Linked DNA regions of Arachis hypogaea: region 2 is linked to region 1. The links are chromatin contacts, called in public Hi-C maps. All regions are on one chromosome and are shown on one strand. Each heading gives the region's core, a stretch centred on a gene start, on an enhancer-like site or on the middle of the called end of the contact. The rest is flanking DNA. Distances are from core to core; before and after follow the strand shown. Region 1 holds the start of LOC112789797 (mannan endo-1,4-beta-mannosidase 2). Region 2 has its middle 3.8 kb from the start of LOC112789798.

Region 1 (4,649 bases), core at 1,628-4,127:
TCGGAATATACAAAAGAAGCAGTAACATCAGCATATTTGAATACAGGACTTACTTGGAGAGTGTCTCCAGAAGGATCAGTCATGCACCTAGGTTCGTTAATTAACTCCCAACCAAAAATGATGGGGTCATTTCTATATTCGATTCCAGTAATAGTATTTTTCCTTGTCAGAATAGTCTGCGGAAAATTAAACAGCTAAATTATCTAACAATAGTTGCTGCTAAATTGAAAATTTGAAATGTCATAAAAAATAAAGACGGAGGTTTAACCATGCAAAGATATAGTCAGTAAGCAAAAGTTTCACATATTGAAATTTATTCTCTAATTATTGAAATTTCATTTTTCGAAAGAGCCTAATGGTGCTGTTTGTGTCAGGATCATGGTATCATGTCTATCATTCCATATGTTTCAAATGTAGTATGCAAAAGGAAACAAAGATACTAAATGAAGCTTCAGAATTAAGGTTTACACATTTTAAGAAAAGAAAAGTTTTGCATTAGATCATCTTGCTCTTTGTTTCTAAACAAAGCTAAACTGATAAATGATGATTCAATCTGTTAAAACATTAAAAGATTTAGCTGAATGGCTCATCAATATCCCATCCAGGATAATTTTAGTAAGAGAAAGAAGGGAAAAAGTACTGAGAAGCTGCAATTGACCTATCATACCTTTACGTAATTCTTGAAATAACTACGAATTGATGGATCATAGAAAAAAGAATCATTAGATGAGCTTAGTCCGACCCCTTCTTGCCATGCCCATTCAACATATTGAGTCTTCCCACCATATGCGTGCAAGTTATTCACTAAGCTTAGGAGCAGCCTAACTCCATGGCGCCTTGCTTCTGCTATAACGTAATCCAAAGCCTGTCACCCAATCAAAAGCTCAGAAAAGTTTTCATCGTTCACCAGCCAATGCTAATTAATAAAGTAACTAGTTCACTTCATGGGTCTGAAAGGATTATCATCAATCAGTAATTCGACATAAAGCTGTTTTTAATTCTATCAAGCATGATCAGAGTTCAGAGGGATAGATACAGCAAGATGCAAATTTCCAAGACAACCCTCGTAAACTTAACAATCACACATAAACTTTTCAATTAATAACATAAAGGCGATCTTCACCTTAGACTATTGATTGAACCAAGAGAGAGGGACCACTTGTATCCTACACTAAGGGTCCATTTCGTAATTGTTTTATGATAGAAGTGCAAACACACTTGGAAACACTTATTTTCTGGAGAAGAAAACAGCTACATGTATCTATGTCTAGGGATCTATCCACCCAAAAACTAGAGACAATGGGATAGGACATAGACACCTCGCAAACACGAGTTACACATCATCATACCGAAGAACAATGGTATACATAGCCTGAAAATTCATCCCAGCACCAACAAACATGCCGCGGCTCGTCATATTTAACCACTATCAGTGTATCCCTGCTCTCTGCCCTAATGAATCTCGGCAATTACACATATCCAAAGCCAGATTTTCCATCAAATTATACAAATCCAATTCTGTAATCCTAGTCCAAACATAAAACCCCAATTTCCAGAGAGAGGGGGGGGGGGGGGGGGGGAATAACAAGTGACTCATAAACCACTCATAAAGAAAACAAAACCAAAATAGCTTCCGTATTACCCCCACTACTAGACACTGATCAAAGTCTAACTATGTCGGTATCCTTAATCAACCATAGAAAACCTAAAATTTAAAATATATATATATTCCAAAAATAGAAATGAAACAAAAAGAGCATTAAAGAGTTAAAAGCCACAACAAGCTAAACCTACTACAAATTGAATGAATACCTTGAAAGCTTGCTCATTGAAGACACCAGGTGAAGTTTGAAGGGCATTGTAGTCACCATCATTGAAAGCCCAAGTTCTGCAGACAGTGAGTCCCATCTTGGCCCCAGCTCTCAGCATCTCACGCACCCTTGGCCTTGAATAATCATCCACAGATTGCACCATTAACCAGTAAGAGTTCCAACCATTGATGTAGAAAGGTTTTCCATCCAACACAAACTGTGTACCGTTTCTACCCACAAAAGACACTTCTGGCCCTTCCTCAAAACCCAACCTCATGTCCCCAAAAGACATGTAAATGAATAGAACCAACGATGCAAAACCGAAAATGGGATAAAATAAACCATTCCCAGCCACCATTGCTTCTCTTATTATTCTGTACAAGATTTTTTTTTCTTTGTGAAAACTAATGAAATTCAATGGCTTGAAGAGATCCCCAGTTACCCTTTTAGCTCTATATTAAAAGGGTCACTCTTTTTTTTTTTTTTTTGTATACCAAAGATGAAGAATATCTGAACCTCACTCACCTTTCAAGCCCAGATGTGAATTTGAATGTGAATGTGAGTGTTCTTAGAATGCTTAGATCTCTCTCTTTCTCTTTGGGAAGATTATTAATGGCAATCAAAGGCGTGAACTTGAACAATCTGAGTGCATAAAGATTGAAACTTTGATGAAGGTTGGTGCAAGTAACAAAGGAGATTTTATAGGGTAAGTGCTTTGTGTAGCTGTTCATGAAAATGGGGAATGCTTGTTGCTTACAAGGTTCAAAACCCCCCACATGAAAACTGAAAAAGACTCACATGCTTTTCTCTTATACAGAATAGTAAAAATAAAAAAAAAATGGAAAATTAATAGGGTTTGTGTGACTAGGGTTGAGGACAAAAGAAGGAAAAAAGGGGAGAAAAGTGAAGAAGAAGATGGTGAGTGTGTGTGTGGTGGGGTGAGATGTTTGTATCGGAATATCAATTAGATCTGGCAAGTGTGGAAACCTTTGTTCAGTTCTAATATTTTAAGGAACTTGTCTTTAATTTTCAATAAACTCTTGTCTGTGGGCCTTGATTTATTGAACAGTCTTATTCATGTTCTACCAAATCAACTAAAAGGTATAGAGAGAAAAAAAAAATTAATAATTGAATTTTTTATTTTAATACATATTGTGGGTATAATTTAAAACATGTTGTGTGCTTGATAATGCAAAAGATTAGATGCTTGTATTTATAAAAACTTCTAAGACAATATATATATTAGTACAAAATTAGGAAAATTAATAACTAAATTATTTATTGATTATGCAAAACAAATGCAATTGTAATACACCATTAATAATTATCTTATTTTCTGAGAAGTAGATTCTCTCAATATTTTTTTAATTATTTGATAAAATATTATGTTTATCATTTAATAAATTTTTCACATTTTTTTAATTTTACTTAAAAATATAAAATAAAATATCACACTTTTTCAAATAATTAAAAAATATCACCAAAACTATAATTGAAAAAAATTGAAAAAATGTATTCCTGTGTAATTTCTAATAAGAGTTTAGTATATGGTTGTTGCAAATGAAACAATAAACTGATAAAATATTTATATCAAATTGTTTGAGATGTTCAAGTAAAATATTGAGTTTGTTGGATTTTATGAAACAAAAATTTAAAATTGTTATAAAAGTTATCCTACGGTAACTTGAGTGCAAACTAGATTAATCATTTAGGCAAAGTATTTGATGGAGCTAGTCATGACAACTCCATCTGATGGAACTGCAAAAAATAATTAATCGAATGGTTACTTCTTGTTATATTTTTCTAAGTGAATTTTATCATGTTAAATTAGGAATGGCAAAATTTTTCGAGACACGGAGATCTCTGTGGGAACTGCTCCAAATAGAGATCCGACTGTGAAAAATTTTTCTGCGAGAAAGGAAAAAGGGGACGAAATCCTTAATATTGATTTCTTATATATATCTTTTAGTCATTTCACATGCCATATATATATATATATATATATATATATATATATAGAGAGAGAGAGAGAGAGAGAGAGAGAGAGAGAGAGAGAGAGAGAGAGAGAGAGAGAGAGAGAGAGAGAGAGAGTCAAAATTCCTAATGCTCATTTGCATAATCCTTATTTAGTTCATAGATCTCTAACGTCATCCATACTCCATCCAACCTCTCTGCAGCCACTCCCTCGTCACTCTCCCGTCTCACCGCATTATCACTCCTCATCTTCTATTACCGTCATCGTGTCGTTCTCTATATTCGTGGCATTCCTTTCCACAATTCTGTCATCGTGTCCATTCTACTCTCTGTTGCTGTGTCCCCCACTTTGTCTACTGTTCTATGCTCTGACTCGCCATGACATCTCCCACTGCACCATTTTAAAAGTCACTATCTTGACGTTTAGACTTTTTGTATAAAATTTTGCTGTTTTTGTATAGGATGGATACTTTCTTCTCTACTATGAAAATTAATAATTAATGAAAACTATTAAAGAGATGGGGAATGGGGTCCCCTCAGGAAATGGGAATGAGGAGCAATATTCCTCCACCGCGGGGAATGGAAACGGAGATGGGGAGTAAATCTGGGGGCGGAGATGGGGAGCAGGGATGTATCTCCCGCTCCCGTCCTGCCCCGTTGACATCTCTATGTCAAATAATGGTTATAGTTTTAGAAATTTGGATATTTTCACATGCCAGCTTACAAGAAGATATCAAGATAATGTAATGTTAACGACCTAATTTTCACTCGATTTTTATCCGATATAATCATGGCCCAAAATGTTTAGGTTTTATCGGATTTAGAACTGAGTTTGGATCTAACAAATAAATTCAGTATATATTT
Region 2 (5,169 bases), core at 1,016-3,515, 38 kb after region 1:
AATAGAGTGAATGTAATAGCCCGCAGAAAAACTAGTTTTGTAGTATGAGTCAAGTGAGGGAATCTCGGATAGGATTCTCCAACGATAGAGGACAGATATTCAAAAAGGATTATTCTCCACATATAAGTACTATTTTATACAAGTCATACAAGTTATTTATTCTCACACTATTTTTACATTTTTTTGTGTCTCTTTTTTTTCTTTTTCTTCTTCTTTTACCGTGTCTCAGGGGCGGAGCTTAGTTAAGACATGGGAGGGCCATGGCCTCCCAAACTTTTGATAAAAAAAATTAGTAATACTTTTTTCAAAAAATAAAAAATTAGTTCAATTGGTTCAAATATTTTGCTATGACTTAAAATACCAAAGTTCAATCTTCATCTCTTGCTTTTATTGCATAATAATTTTTAGTTTTAAATATTCAAAACATGTTGGATTTGGACTGAACTGAATGTATTCGCATTTCGCAACTCTCTATTCAATAAGCAACATTATCTCTACCTTTGATTTCAAATATAAAAAATTAGGTATTTTTTATTTATGTTATTTAATATTATTTTATATTTTACTGTTTATTTAATTTAATTTTTTATATGATAAAAAATATTAAAATATTCAATAAGTATTGATATTATTGTTTTTGTATAAATTGATAAAAAAATTCAATAAATATTATAAATTTTAATATTTGTAATTCTAACTTTTTTTTACATATTTTAGAGGATATATATTCAAATTTTTATATAAAATAATCATGAAAAATCAAAGAATTGATGCATTTTTTAAGAAGAAAGCTAATATTCAAGAAAGAGAACACATGTAGATAGTTCTTCTACTTTAATGAATCACGAAAAAAGTGAGATATAACCTCCAAAAGTTCAAAGAGTTGCATTTGATGAGTTTGACCTTAATTTTTTAGAACGAGACCATGGAAAACGGATTTAAATTTGGCAATATCACCCAAATCAGAGAGATGAGGTTAGACGAGTTTATCTTAAATGGGATTCATATCAAAAACATCTTGACAATTATTTTCTATATGCCCCCCAAAATTTTGTTTCAAGCTCCGCCACTGCCGTGTCTCTTCTTCTTTTTCGTAATTTTTCTCTCTCGTTATTGTTGTCATCAACACCACTTCTTACTTCTTTTTTTATTGAAATTTCTTCTCCTCTTTTCGTTTTCTCTTTTTCCTTCATCAAAATCACAAGAAGAAACGAAGAAACATTATTCAAGGTACTGTTTTACTGTTTTTCTAGATTTTTTTTAGATTGTCTCTGTCATGGGCCTCATCCTTAACCAGCAAAACATTAAAAGATTTCAAGAAGAAATATACTGTCTCCCTCCTATGTTTGGTGTATTTCTTAAATCTTTTGGGTGTATTTTTTAAATCCTTTGGTTGTACATCTGTAATCATTTGGATGTATTTCTGTAATCGTTTGGTTTATTTCTGTAACTGTTTGTGTGTATTTCTGTAATCCTTTGGATGTATTTCTGTAATCGTTTGGGTGTATTTTTGTAATCGTTCGGGTGTATTTCTGAAGTTCCATAATATTCAAAACAATTTCAAAGCTTGATTTCAGAAACCATGAAAATCGGAAAAAAAAATAGAAGGAGATCGAAGGCAAAAAGAGAACGCACGAAGGAGATCGAACAAATTTGACAAGAAACTCGAAAAAGAAAACGAAGATGAAACACGCGAAGATGGTTCAGTGATGCGCGTATTAGATTTGACCCAACTTGTAAGACTTGTAAAGCCAAAATGACTTGTATGTGTAGCACTCCTTATTCAAAAAACTACCCCAAGCTTTTCAAGGCATTTTACAAGACAGAATTTAAATATTTAATACTTACTTTTTTTTTTTAGTCAAAAAATATTTAATACTTACTTAAGTGAATAAGTAAATTAATTACTCAACCAAACCAAGTGGATTTTCCTCAAATTGAATCTAATATAACTTTTTCTACTAGCAGAAACCACGGGCAAATTTACAAATCCGAATGCAAGCAACCAAAAATCAAAGGTCCAAACTTTACTTATTCATGAAAATGGGCTAATTATATATACGAGTCCATATATCACTTTTCAAGTTCCATTAGGCCTGATTTCCTAACCCAAATCAAAATCTATTGTTAATAAATATAATGACAAAGGAAAATTGCATAAATAAAATGAAAGGGAAAGGTGGGTGGATCTAGCTCTAGGCACTACATGCTCACTTTTCAACTGACTCCCATTAATGTTAGTATTATAGTGGCTGGCCACAAAAGGTATTGTGCCACTTTTCCACTAAAACGAAGCAAGAAGAAACAAAAATGTGCGTAAAGGTTCTACATGTGTAGGTGATTAAGGAAAGAATACAACCACTTGTCCATAATTTTAATTTCACTGGATTTTGGTTGCATGAGTCCTACCACTTTTACACGAAACGCAATCAGATCTCTATTGTTAATTTTTATTATTATTAAAATATATATTGGTGATTTATAATTTTTTCAATTATTATGCTACTGCAAAAATCTTGATTACATGTTTATTGTAGGTTTGATTATTCTATTATAGCAGGTTTGAATATTTTGGTGGTTGGTTATTTAATTAGAAATATATATGATTCAATATGTATAAACATACATAAATAAATAATAACTGATTTGGTAATTGATTTTTAATATTTATATAATATTTTATTTTATTTTATTTTACTTTTTTTGTAACAATCATTTTCTGTTACAAAATTTTATGGATCAGTTTTATATTATTAAGTTGCACATAGATTCTATCTCTGAAATAGAAATATAAAAATGTAAACAATATAATTTATGAATACCAAAAATAGAAGAGTTTTTTATTTATGAAACAAAAAGTTTTGTATTTCTACCAAACAAATGAGTTTTTGTATATACTATCTCTATTTATATATTTTACTTTGATTTTTTTGTTTGTTACCTACAATTCTAAACCGATAAGTTAAAAACTAATCTGTCTCTAATCTGAATTCCGTTTAAGAGTGTGTCTCTTCTAATCCAAATTAGTTTACCTTTGAAAGTATATTATATAGCTAAGTTTAATACTCAAAATGGCATTTAAAATTTTACAATTTAGTCAATTTAATCTCAAAAGTTTCAATGTCTCATACTTATTCGTGATGCTCTTAAGATGAAATCATGGTGTCAAGAGAAAAGATAACAAAAGAACTCATGTGAATTATATAAAGATCATATTAACTAAACTCTGTTTTTTCAAAAACTATATCAATCATTAATGCAATCTAGTTTGTTAAGCGCTCTTCATATTACAAAGTTACATTTTAATTTCACCCCTATAATATATACAAACTGAATCCTTACATTATTAAATAGTGAAAATTATAGAGATATATATCAAATTAAAATACATTTAAAAAAGTAATTGATTAATTCCAAGTTCGGTTTGTAGGTAGCAAGTGGATCTTTCAAGAGAAAGAAAATCTGAAAGAGACTTGGATCAGTTGGCATGTGCAACATGACATCATTCCAAAATTCAAATATGTATTATTAAGTGTTAGTTCACTTTCACATGAATTTCTCCAAAAATGTCCTCTATTCATGGGACATCACTTCTTAATCAAGATTAATATTCCAAAATGAAAGAGGGTTCAAATCTTCTAGCATTTTCCTTCAAATAGGGATTTGAATACCATTTCCCAATTATTTTATTGGTTAGTAGCTTCTCCTTTAACACCATTTTTAAGGCAATAGAGTACCCAAGAAAATTATAACCTGAAGAGATGGGAGGTCTTTCTCCATAATGTTTGCCACTATTGGGAGATATCAATAAGGTGGCTGATATCTTTCAAAATAAACTTCAATGAGCTTAATAATTGATCAAATGAAATATTTCATTTATATTATTATTATTTGATCTGTTTGAAGCTTGACCCTTTATGGGAAGAAGTACAAGCAAAACAAGAGTTTACTATTGTAGTTTCAATCTAGTCCTTACTATCATCACCGGCATATTATACTAATTACTAAGCAAACCTCATTGTCCCTTTGACATAATCATGGGGCAAAAGAGAATTGATTATATAACACCATATACAGTCACACCGATTGGTGATTAATCAATTACATCATCAGTTAATCACTATTATTTTCTTTATAATCTTTTAACTTTCAATTGTTGTATTTGAATAGACATTCTTTTTCAATTGCCACTATTCAATCCAAATATACTTCCATAGGTGTAAGTGTAAAATGAAATGACAAATATACCGTCAAAAAATCATTTAGAAAACAAACTTATTTACGAAAAACTTTAAGGAAAAATTATGTACGAACTAATTTACCTGTATAATAATAGGAAAAAAAAAAGATAAATTCTTTTGATATCCGCAAAAACTTGGTGTTAAAGATCTGAAAAAATACCTTTTTTTTGGGTAGATTTGTTGTCCAAATCAAACTTTTCTTTTATAGATAATTCCATCCGGATATAATCTATTTTTATGGGTATATTTGTCATTTCACTCTCTAAGATGAACCAAAAAGATCCAAAAGGATCGATCATAAGACACTAGCACCAAGTACAAAGTCACTTCATTGGTGCCAAAGGTTGTTATCTGCTGAAGTTCAATGATTAATGTTGCCTTTCCTAAGAAATTTCTTCAACCAGAACTTGACCTGTAACTATAGTTATTTCGGAATAAATTTATACTTTTTATATTGAAATAATTTATACTTGACTTGAGACAAGATGATATCTCTGATGGCTAAATATGAAAGGTAGGGAACCACTTAATCCTTGCAATATCAACAAGTATAAAATAAGATTAAAAGTATGGCCTAATCTTCACTCAACAGCCTAATTTGACTTGAATAGTCATCAAATAATTCTTTCATAAAAAATAATTTTTCCATTTCTATGGATTCTAAGTTGCGGTTTTAAAAGATACAATTTACTAAAATAACAGACACGGAACAATAACAACTGAATCACATCTCTTTTATCCTGTTCTAAGTTCTAAACCGAACCACACACATTCGAGTCTTTTTACCAATAATTTGACTAACTTGGCCTAACTAAGATTCCACCAAATGGTAGCTATCCATAAACATTATGCAGTTGTCTGCGTATAAAATTGACGGCGAAGAACAATTAGATATAATTTCGTCAAACGGTATTCAACTATAAATTTC

The links. A called contact is a pair of places that touch in the nucleus more often than the background predicts.
Region 2: a Hi-C map of an unstated tissue shows a contact between it and region 1, with 2.3 times the contacts expected there. The contact joins the enhancer-like site here to the promoter of LOC112789797 in region 1. A contact is called at or near these places in 2 of 8 Hi-C or Micro-C datasets (leaf and an unstated tissue).

The regions. Positions count from the first base shown.
Region 1 is chr3:21,235,231-21,239,879 of arahy.Tifrunner.gnm2.J5K5, forward strand. It overlaps LOC112789797 (mannan endo-1,4-beta-mannosidase 2), which reads right to left and starts at 2,878. Exons shown (of 5, transcript XM_025831842.3): 1 at 1,813-2,878; 2 at 668-865; 3 at 54-176. The coding sequence starts at 2,169.
Region 2 is chr3:21,273,801-21,278,969 of arahy.Tifrunner.gnm2.J5K5, forward strand. No RefSeq gene overlaps it. Among protein-coding and RNA genes, the nearest start is that of LOC112789798, 3.8 kb to the right of the region's middle. Within about 2 kb of position 2,266, at least 2 of the 3 cell types and tissues checked have open chromatin away from gene starts, as enhancers often do.